Regions from separate parts of the Mus musculus genome. Here regions 1 and 2 are each linked to region 3. The links are chromatin contacts, called in public Micro-C maps. All regions are on one chromosome and are shown on one strand. Each heading gives the region's core, a stretch centred on a gene start, on an enhancer-like site or on the middle of the called end of the contact. The rest is flanking DNA. Distances are from core to core; before and after follow the strand shown. Region 1 holds the start of Slc39a14 (solute carrier family 39 (zinc transporter), member 14). Region 2 holds the start of Phyhip (phytanoyl-CoA hydroxylase interacting protein). Region 3 overlaps Pebp4 (phosphatidylethanolamine binding protein 4).

Region 1 (3,319 bases), core at 379-2,878, 360 kb before region 3:
CAAATATTCAGCATTATTATAGAGTTGCAGGGGCCCGGGAGGCAATTCTGCAAGAGCTATCATTACCTCAAAATTACTCAGAAAGTAAATGAGAGGACCATCACAGGGTCTCCCTCTTACTCATTGGAGTACTGTAATTACAGAGTAAAGATAATTGAATTTCAGAAAAACAGAGTGGCCAGAAGAGTCTGAGTGGCCTCAGTAGTTTTATATCTTTTAAACTTAAGACCTTGCATACACTAGGCAAAGCATTCACTATTAATTTACAGAAAGGGTCTCAGGTAGTTCAGGCATGGTCTCAAATTCATTAAGGGGCCCAAGGCTGACTTTGAACTTGTGATACTTGTCCCCACTTCTCCAGTGCTGAATTACAGGTGAGCATTACCAGAACCGGTTGCTGGCCTCGAACTCATGGCTTTGGTGCGGTCTAAGCATACACTGAACCAAAAATCCCCCTTTTACCTTTTGAGAAAGGAGCTCACTAAATTGCCCCAGCTGGCCTTGAACTTGAGATCCTTCTGGCTCTAGAGTAGCTGAGATTATAGGTGTGCACCACCAGGATTGGCTATTACCTCACCAACCCCCAGCCCCACACTCTGGTGCTCTAGCCAGCCCGCAAGAGCAAGCTGCCATTGAGCTGAGTTCTTCCTGCCACCTGTTCTAGGGACATGGAGTTCTACTCCTATCACTTCCTTTTTGAGGGAACTTTCCCCAGCACTTAGATGCCATCTCTCTATTGAACAAATCTAGAGATACCACAGCCAGCTGGACACACTCCCTGTGCTAGAACAGAAACCCCCGCCATTCACTGGTTCCAGTGCCACTTGAGGTTCTTCCATGGGGCCCTCCCTGCCCCAGGTGACAGTTGGTTAAGCGATAGAGGAAATAATCCTAATATCCAGCTGAATAGAACAATAAGAGTTTAGTGGGTGGTTTATTTTTCTCAAGAAATTTGCATATACAAGGCTCAGTATCCAACACAATAGGCCCTTCCTACAGCGGAAGAGACTCCCTCCCAGGACAAACAAAACCTAAGGCTTGACCTCGCTCCTTAGGAATCTGATTAACTGTGAGAAAGAGGTGCGAAACTCTGAAAAAAAATGAATATGATCTTTTATTTGGATCGTTACAAGTTATTTTAATTCTTTTGGTTGGCTGGGGTAGGCAAAAAAAAAAAAAAAAAAAGCAGTTTATGAAGCGCTCCATCCTGCTTACAGAATATTTTAGAATTGGAGAAAACAGAAAAGTCTCTTAGATTCATCAACAGTGTTAAAACCACAAATGTCTACCAAGAGAGGGGCACTCTCCCTCAGGAGCGACAGGATGGAAGGTCACGCTGTGAGTTTCCCACAAAAGGGGCTAGGAAGGACAGATGGGAGGTTTCCAGAGAATAGCGGAGCCTGCAGGGCCTCCGTGAGTCAAGGATGGAATTCATCAAGGAAGGGTGGATGAAGCTAGAGAGAGCTAGGATGCGAGCCGGGGATGCACAACGCTGGAGGACCAGGTTGGCCAGGGTAACGACGCTGTTAGCTGGCGGTCCCACGTGGCAGGCCCGGGGGAGCGGGGCGGGGCAGCAGGCGGGGGCGGGCCCAGCGGTGACGCGCAGGGTATATGGCCGGGCATGCGCATGCGGCGGGGGCCGGACGTAGAGAGGGGGCGCGTGGCTGTTGGCGGGGACGCACCCACTCAGTAGCTGTGTCGCCCGCTGCCTTGGGGGGGGGGCCCTGGATAGTGAGGCTGCGTGGGCCCGACTGCCGGCTGGAGGACTTCAGGTGAGGACGGACCGGGCGCAGGCAGGATGGGAAGTCGGGCGCCTCCGGGTTAGGGGGGACACCGGGTGGGGGTTGGAGACACCGGCACGCCGAGGACCCAGAGTCTTTTCGGGAGGCCGCGCACTCCCTGAGCCCAGTCCTGGTAGCACCTGATTGCCGTGCCACGGTGGCGAGGAGAAGGAGGTCACTGCGCTGTCCCTTCAGCTGCAGGGCCCGGGATGTGTGAACCAGAGAAGGACGCCGGGGAGGTCGATAGCTGCTCAGAAAGGCTGAGATGAGCTTTCTAGAGCCCCAGGACACAGAGCGCAGAGGAAGCGGAGTAGATGGGTAGATCAGATGCTCTGCGGTGGCGGCTGCTCGGGGGCTCTGGTGTCTGGATCTTGCATCCCAGGAACCTATGTGTCCTTCTCCCTGCCCCACGCCAGACCACCCTCCGGCTGGAGAGTGATGCCCGATTCTTCTGGTTGGCTTGGGCAGGAGTGGATAACCGCAAGGGTGGCACCGCGCTGAATTCTCCCCTGACTAACGGCAGCGATGCCTCTTGGGCTCACTTAGGTTGGGACTGACCAAATTAGGTGGTCTGGTTACCGGCTGCTCCCTCTTAGAGTTTTAAAGCTATAGCTAAAGTAGCCATCAGACTCACCTTGTGATCCTGAGGTAGATTCTAAGCCGGAAAATTGCCTCTCTGGGTTGTGGGTTCAGCTTTAAGAATCTTCTGTCACCCCGGGGCCTAGATTCTAAGCTGATCTGTAGTCTAAATAGTTACATGGCTTGTGCGTTCAAGAGAACTCTCAGTTTGGTTTGGTGAGGGGTGGAGTGCTTTCCTGTGGCCTAAATGGAAGGATAGAGGCAGGAGCACTTTGGCAGGCCCCTCTTCGTGAAGTAACCTGGCTTTGGAATTGTAGCATTAGCTCTTTTTAGCCCCTGGTCATTGGGATAGATATATTTGCTGGAGGTGCTGATTTTAGGGGACGATAGAAACTGGCTCCGGAGTGACTATCTGGTCACTATTCTGGTTCAGGTTAGTACTGAGACCAGCCTGAATTGTCTATCCAAAAGATGTACAATTCCGTACTCCTTACCTATTAAAACAAATCTTCAACACTGAGGGGTTCCAACGTGCCTCCTTGGCCAAACAGCCAGAAACATGTCCAGAATCACAACTTCTGACAACTAGAATTAAAAGCCATCTAGTCCCCTTTCTATTGGTGACTTAGTTGAGCTCTTTGCTAGTGGTTCAAAGTCAGGAGGCCGTGTATGGGTCCTCTTTGTGTGACTGTTTTATCATTGTGACTAGAGACACTGAACTGACCCAGGATATGGGTTCTTCCAGAAGGACCCTGGCAGAACACTTCTTGCTGCTACACCTGGCATTCTGTGGTTCACCTGGACAGTGCAGAGGCAGAAACAGGGATTAAAGAACCCAGAAGCTGGCTAAGCAACCAACCGACTTGAGAAGTGGCAGAGCCTATGTAACTGGCCTTGCATGTAGACAAGAGGAGAGTTAGAGGCTCCTGGAGATCTATCCCGAGCTCTTTTCCAAACCC
Region 2 (3,266 bases), core at 121-2,620, 470 kb before region 3:
ATCCTCATTCCTCCACACTCACCTACGCATAGATGTGCCCCCCCTCCACCTTGCACATTCTAAGAATGCCCCAGTATTTCCCCTTCGAGAGCTGTCGCCTTCATGCCAACCTGCCCGTGCTCACATCTATACATACCCACATGCATGTGTCCCTCATTGTCACAAGCCATATTTGAGGAAACGAGGAAGCCACGGGCACCAACACATATGCATGCCACTTCCCACAAGAGGACAGGCAACCCACATGGCTGCCTGTGCACACATGTATATCTGAGCGCCCGTCAATCCTTGCCTGGATTCTGGCATTGCCTTTTGTAGGTTCCAAGACACAGACTTTGAAAACATGTTTGCTCCTTGGCCACACTGGGTCAGCCTGATTCTTCACAGGCCAACAGGTTTGCACACCTACTCAAGTCTACCCACAGCCAGAGGTCTGTGCCACACTTCCCACCTACCCACCTCCTACTGCTTCAAAGTTGCCCCTCCCCACATAGAAACAGCCTGGTTGCTACAGTACTCCCTCAACATGTACTCCCACCCACATGACAAGTGACATGTCCACCCCCTAAAAATACTGGCTCTTGGGGCCCCTGCCACATATACCCACAGGCTACTCGGATAAATGCTGCCCCCGCACACATGTACCTCACGCGGAAAAATGTTCTGAAACATGCTACAAGCCGGTCAGAAACCCTAAAGGAATCTAACTGCGTAGAGACAGACCTATCTACGCAAGCTAGCCTCCAGCCTCCTCCCAACCATGCAGACACGTTGTACACACCGGGCCCCCTTCCCCAAGCCCATTTCAAAAAGCTACTGGCATGCCAGAGGGAAGGCTCCCCCACCCGGCTGAACCTTTTGGCTTTGCCGACTGCGCAGAATGGTCACGGGGTAACTAACTGTGTCGCCCCGGAGACCAGATCCAGCTGTTAAGCTCTTTGCCAAGGACTTAGGGGAAAGGGGACAAGGTCGCCAGGCCTGGCAACCCAGGTGGACAGCCAGGACAGTGGCGAGACCCTGGTGGCCGCAGCTCTTAACCTCCCAGAATAGGCAGGATGGTTTGGGGGGGAGAAGCGCACTTACCTGGCTTCAGCCGGCCCTGCAGAGGGATACTTGGAAGAGAAGGAAGGGAGAGACTCTGTGTAGATAGATGATGATCTCTCCAGGCAGGGGACAGCAGCCTGACGCCTGGGGTCACAGGCAGCGGGGCTCGCTCGCTCCTCTCTGGGCTACTGGGAAGTCGGCTTCCATGCCCCACAGGCAGCGCCTGTCTGGCTCTGCAGCTATAGCTACTGCTCCCGGCAAGAAAACGGCGGCGTTGCTGGGAACCCAGCGAGTAAGCGCGCAAGAAGAGAGGCAAGAGCGAAATCAAAGCAGCGTGGAGGAGAGAGAGGCAGAGAAATCGAGAAGGAACAGGAGAGCCAGACCGAATCTGGCTCCACCAATGGGATCAGTGGCTGCTCAGCGTCAGGTGATAACAAGCAAGCTTGGTCCCTGCTCGCCCAGGCTTGTGGGAGGGGGAAAGGGCAGAGGGTCCCCTGGGAGCTATACAGATGTCCTTGGAGGCAGCAGCTGTAGCTTCTGCCACCTTTCCCCCATTCTTCCAGGGCAAGATGCCTCCTGAAGTCCGTTCAACACACCTCCTACTTGGAATTCAGCCCCCAAACTTTAAGGTGCTCAGAGAGGGGTGGAGCTTAACCCACGGGCTCAGGAGGCTGGGTAAGGGAAGGGTCTCAAAAGAAGTGTCAGAGCTGGGGTTGGTGGGACCTTATCCTCAGTCTAGGTGTCTCCTGGGAGACCTTCACTGATGCACCGCACAATTTTCTTACCAACTCTTATCAAGAGAAACCAGCCCAGCAGCTTTAGAGACTCTGGAGTGTCCAAGGAGAATCTTCTAGCAGCTTAAGAGTCCCTAAGTAAAGGAGTGGGAGAGAGGCGTTGTAAAATAGGGAGGGATGCACAGAGGCAAGAATGTGGAGGGTGGAAGGATACACAGAGCTTTGAGTGTTCTCATCCCAACCACCCTCCAGGCTCAGGCCAGCAAAGCCCTGAGATTGCAGTCAGAAAGGACCATCAGCCGGAGGCTTGTCTACAACCTAGAACTGAGGGCGGTTGGAGTCCCCTCCCCCCCCCCCCCAAAAAAAAAAAAAACTCAAGGGAATTTGATGGAAGCAACAGTGACCAAGAGACAATACAATGATAAAAAGGACAGTTTTTGTAATCTGATGGAGATAGGAACAATTTCATCTCTATAGTTTTCCAGCTAGGTGACCTCGGTCAGCGACTGTCTCATTTGTGAAGTGGGCTGATAATACAAGTTTATTGTTATCGTGGAATGAGATCATTATGTAAATCACTTAGCTCTGGGCTTGGCACCTGAGAAATGTCAGGCAAGTAGTAAGAGTTGCTATCTTTCTCATGGTGACAGTCTCTGCCCCTGCAAAGAGTCTGCAGACTTCTAAGGAGTAGGAGAGACATTTGGAGGATACACGGAAGAAAATAAGGAGCCTCTGGTTGACCCCTCTGTACCTACTGATACAACCAAGGACCACAAATATGTTTTAGGGGCTGGGGAGATGGCTCAGAAGAACACTTGCAAAGAACTCAAGTTCTAGTCCCAGCTCAGAACCATCTTTAACTCCAGCTCAAGGGCATCCCATTGTCCCTTTCTGGTCCCTGCTGACACTGTACCCATGTGGTGCTGTTGTATAACAGTTTCCTCCAGGATTGAAACATTCCATCCTGCAGGGAAGCTCCTTAAGCAGGAAGGTAACCAACTCAAAATAGATTCAGGAAGTCCCTGAAACTGACCAGAATCACTGCGCCCCCTTGACCAGAATCACTCTCTCTACCAGAGTAAGCAATAATAGCCTGAGACTCCCTCTCAGAGGAGCAAGGCTGAGCTGCAAAGAAGACTCTCTGACAAACCAAGAAGACTCTGAAACCAAATCAGTTCCCTGGGAAAAACAAAAAATAGAAACTAGCTGGACAGCTGGGAAGAGGTTTAGACCATCTGAGAAACGTGGAAAAGATACCCTCTAACCTGCTGGGCAGCCTGCAGGCTGTGCAGTGTGCTCCAGGTTCCTGGCTTTGAGAGCTGTCACCCATGTTGGGGGTGGGCTTTCTGTTGGGGTGGGCTTTGGAGATGCAGCAGTCTTTGAGTCTTTTCTGCTCCATTAAGTAAGCCCTCACCCATAATCCTGTAAGTAACCCCAATAAAACCCATTGCTTTACCAAGTTGGGCTTTGGAGGTTTCTGTACCTTGG
Region 3 (3,717 bases), core at 734-3,233:
GCATAAAGCCCAGGCAGGGCCTGGCCTCAGGTAACCTCACCTAGGAAGTGTCTCTTTCCACTTTCTTTTTAACGTGGTGGGAGTGTGTGAGCCAAGGTCGGATTTAGGGCTGCTCTTGTTCCTTAAGGCCAGGGTGCGCAGGGGAGAGGGCGGGGCGGGGGGGGGTGTGGAATGGCAGGGAGCCACTGGCTTTCAGTGGTCTCTAATCAAGGATATCAGTTCTTAAAGAAGAGGACCAGGAATTCCTTGTCCCTACGAGACAACTTTGGGAATCTGGCCAGGGCCTTCCCTGTCCTGTCCAAAGCTGGGCTCAAAGCTGAGGTCTTATCAGAATTCCAGACTGAAGAAGATAGCTCCGGGGGAAGGGCAAAGGGGTGGGATATTTTGGAACTTGTCTGCCTGGCCACAGAAACTGTTCTTTAGGGGAGGAAAACTGAGAAGGACGCCAAGTGGCAGAGGCAAGATGACCAGAAAGTACAGCTGACTCTAATGGCCCGGACTCTGTCCCTTGGTAGAAGATGAATGAACCTAGAAACCCAGTGCCCTCCATGAAAATAAAGACACTAGGTAGGAGGCAGTGTCCTGGGAGTTTGGCATAGAGGATGTTATCTATCAGTGAGTGCTAACAGAGGAGAAGACGATGGAGAGTAGAGAACGGAGAGTTCTCCGTTGGGGTTTCTGGGTGCCTGGAAATGGAGTCTGGTAGCAAGGGTTGTACCCGAAAGAGGGCAGGCACTGGAGTCAAGAGAAGCTGGGTTTAAATCTCCGCCCCAGTTCTTACCAGCTACAGGACTCTGGCTAAAGGAAGTGACTTCTCCGAACCACCCTTTCCCTGTGTTCAAATGGAGCTTATGCTGGTCTTGTAGTGTGATGTGAGAAGGAAATGACTCTAAAGGATAGGCGTTTAGGACATGTACAGTACAGAGTAGAAATGAAACCTGCCCTGCCCCCTCCCCCATCATTAGTCTTTCTTTGAGAAGCAAAGAAGCAAGAGAAGCGCTAAGCCTTCCTTTCCGTAGGGTTCTGGATTAGCGCTACCAGGATGGGAGCCCCACCCCCACCCCGGACCCCGCCCCAAGACATTGTTGTATCCTGTGCATGTTTCCCCTGGAGAGAAGTTGGGGTGTACAAAGGGAAAAAGGAGTCCTCTTGGATTGGATCCTGATGTTTGGGAGCGAAATCTTCACTAGGGGTCCCCTCTGAGAACACCCCCAAGCTGCCTCTCTTGGAGGCTGATGAGATTCACATTTGGGGTAAAGGGATGGTACTTCAGGGGAATGGTAAAAGATAGAAGAGCTGAGAGCTGAAGGCCTGCCCTAGACATGGAAGTCAGGCTGGCAAGTAGTTTACACTGGAGAGGTGGGCAGAAGACAAGAATTAGAGCGGGTCTTAAATTTCCAAATGGCCTTTGCTAATGGATGCTATTGTTCACGCCTGGGGAATTGATTGAAGCAGAGGAAGCAGGTGAGGGCAGCGGGCTCTCTGACAGAGAAGCTTGGTTTCTGCGTACCCTCTCATTGAAGTCAGAAACAATTCTTGATCTAGATTCGAGTTGGTTGGCGATGGCAGAGAGAAGAGGATTTAGTAGGTCAGGATAGCATTGGCTCCACGGTCCTCATGAACACGCAGGGGTTAAGTTCTCCAAGTGCTTGAGCCTGGGTGGGAAGTCAAGAGCTCTGAGGGTGTTTAGGCTGGGGGCCTGTGGACACTCTGTGAGGTGCCTGACTCCCTACAGGGAACAGATCCCAGGACCGCCATAGAAGATGAGATGTTTATATTCAACCTTAAGGGATGCTCTAGGCAGGTGAGTGGGGGAGGTGTGGCCTGAGTCAGGCAAAACCCAACTAATATTCTACCTCACACACCGTGGATGCCCTTGAAGGGCGTTCAGGGAGAAATAGGTCACAGGCCTAGCCAGGAAACCCTGGAGCGAAGTAAGGGGGTGTGGCTGAAGCCTTTGGGGGTGGAGCCACTTCCAATGGGATGCACTGTGGGGAGGGCATGCTGGGAAAACCAAGAGATGGCAGTGGGAGGTACCCGGGAAGGATAATGAAGGAGGCCAGGGGAGGAAGGAGGAAAGCCCTGGCATGGACACGGCTTTTCAACCGGAAGCATCTCCTCAAGATCCTGGAGATGTCCCTGGGATAAGAACCCACTGAGAGGGATTCTTATTACTGGTGTGTGTGTGTGTGTGTGTGTGTGTGTGTGTGTGTGTGCGCGTGCGTGTGAAGAGTGGTGAAAGAGACCTTTGCAGGCCAGTAGGTCTCAGAGTTAGCAGGGTATGAAAGGAAGAGGAAGATTCCAGAATCCCGAGTTGCATCTGAGGTGGGCAGGCTGGGCAGTTGGGGAGCACAAACAGGTTCTGCAGCTTCTTAGCCATGTTACATCTCACATGCTTGTGAGGAGCGACCAGGACAATTACTTGACCCTATCTCCACCTGGTCTCAGTTTACCCATGTGTAGAATGTGTGTGTGGGTGGGGGTGGGGGGTTAGACCCATTGTCTTGCTTTATTTCCCTTCAGCCCCCAAATACTGTTGGCAGAATTCTAAATAGGTAGAAATTCTAAATACTAGAGAGTATTTTGGTGGCGTGTACCATCAAGCCTTTGAACCCACGGAGATTCTGAACGCGGAGGCTCATCCCAGGAAAGTTATCACAGAGGTGAATGAAGAGTTAGCTTATTGGCTCACGTGTTCGTTGTAGCCTTGGTGATAATTATATATATTTGAGGGAAAAAAGAGACACAGCCTAATGTCCAACAGTAAGGGATTGGCTGAGGAAATTATAGTACACCCATATGGTAAACTACTTCTGCAGTAAAAAAATCATGGTTCGGAAGATTATGTGTTGACATAGGAAAATGTTAATGATATATTGCTAAGTAAAAAAGCCGGCTACATTACAGAACGTACAGTATGATACATTCATTTTCAAAATTTTTGATTAGGACACAGACCAAATCTTTAATTAATGTCATTTTTTTCCCTTCTTCTCTTGGCAAGCAAGAGGAGTATTATCTGGAATAATGTAACCAAAAAAAAAAAAAAAAAAAAAAGAAAGAAACAGAGAGACAGAGTCCCACACTGAGTGTGTCACGTGGATTCTGAAAATCTCTGGGGTGGGGAATAGGCGGTTGGCAAGTCAAAAGCGTGGAGAAGCTGAAAAACGGTGGGACTTCAAAAGTCGGAAGCCACCCTGAGTCCAGGGGACTCCAACCTTTCATTCTGCAAACTGTGTTAGGCTTGCCTGGATCTTCAGGGCAGCTCGTTAGAATGAAGGCAGATGCCATGCCAAGTACAGTCTCTCAACTTCCAGTTTATGCCAATACATTGCCCCCCCCCAAGCCTGTGCTGATATTTATGGAGGACCCTGTGTGTCAGCTTCCTGAAATGTGACTGTGCTTCCTTCATCCCTACCAATGGACTGTGCAGGTCAGAAGGTGGAAGGCTGGCTCCTGAGACCATAGCACAGTTTTGGGGCGGCTTCTCTAGAAATATTGGGTTCTCTGGAGCTGATCTGACACCCCAAGGAGAAACCAGTATCTGGGTGCTCTTGGGCTTGGCATCTCAGGTTTCCCAAAGATCATGCCTTTAGTTTGCCAGGCACTTGTTTGAAGTGATTCTCCTTCCTTAAAATGGGTTTCCTCGCCTGTCCCCAGCTGGCTAAACTTCCCAACTCAAGGATCCAACACACCATCTCTGCTGAGCTTAGCTTC

The links. A called contact is a pair of places that touch in the nucleus more often than the background predicts.
Region 1: a Micro-C map of embryonic stem cells shows a contact between it and region 3, with 2.1 times the contacts expected there. The contact joins the promoter of Slc39a14 here to the enhancer-like site in region 3. A contact is called at or near these places in 1 of 39 promoter capture datasets (cranial neural crest) and 2 of 484 Hi-C or Micro-C datasets (CD4 T cells and embryonic stem cells).
Region 2: a contact with region 3 is called in a Micro-C map of embryonic stem cells, with 2.0 times the contacts expected there. The contact joins the promoter of Phyhip here to the enhancer-like site in region 3. A contact is called at or near these places in 1 of 39 promoter capture datasets (the C10 cell line), 1 of 484 Hi-C or Micro-C datasets (embryonic stem cells) and 2 of 9 other capture datasets (adipose tissue and liver).

The regions. Positions count from the first base shown.
Region 1 is chr14:70,349,733-70,353,051 of GRCm38.p6, reverse strand. Slc39a14 (solute carrier family 39 (zinc transporter), member 14) reads left to right here and starts at 1,628. Exons shown (of 10, transcript NM_144808.4): 1 at 1,628-1,772.
Region 2 is chr14:70,455,621-70,458,886 of GRCm38.p6, reverse strand. Phyhip (phytanoyl-CoA hydroxylase interacting protein) reads right to left here and starts at 1,370. Exons shown (of 5, transcript NM_145981.3): 1 at 1,084-1,370.
Region 3 is chr14:69,987,842-69,991,558 of GRCm38.p6, reverse strand. The region is part of intron 4 of Pebp4 (phosphatidylethanolamine binding protein 4); the gene reads right to left. The region is part of intron 1 of Gm41198 (a long non-coding RNA gene); the gene reads left to right. Among named protein-coding and RNA genes, the nearest start is that of Gm41198, 5.6 kb to the left of the region's middle. Within about 2 kb of position 1,983, at least 10 of the 459 cell types and tissues checked have an H3K27ac peak or open chromatin away from gene starts, as enhancers often do. A contact at or near this core is called in embryonic stem cells, where this site is marked.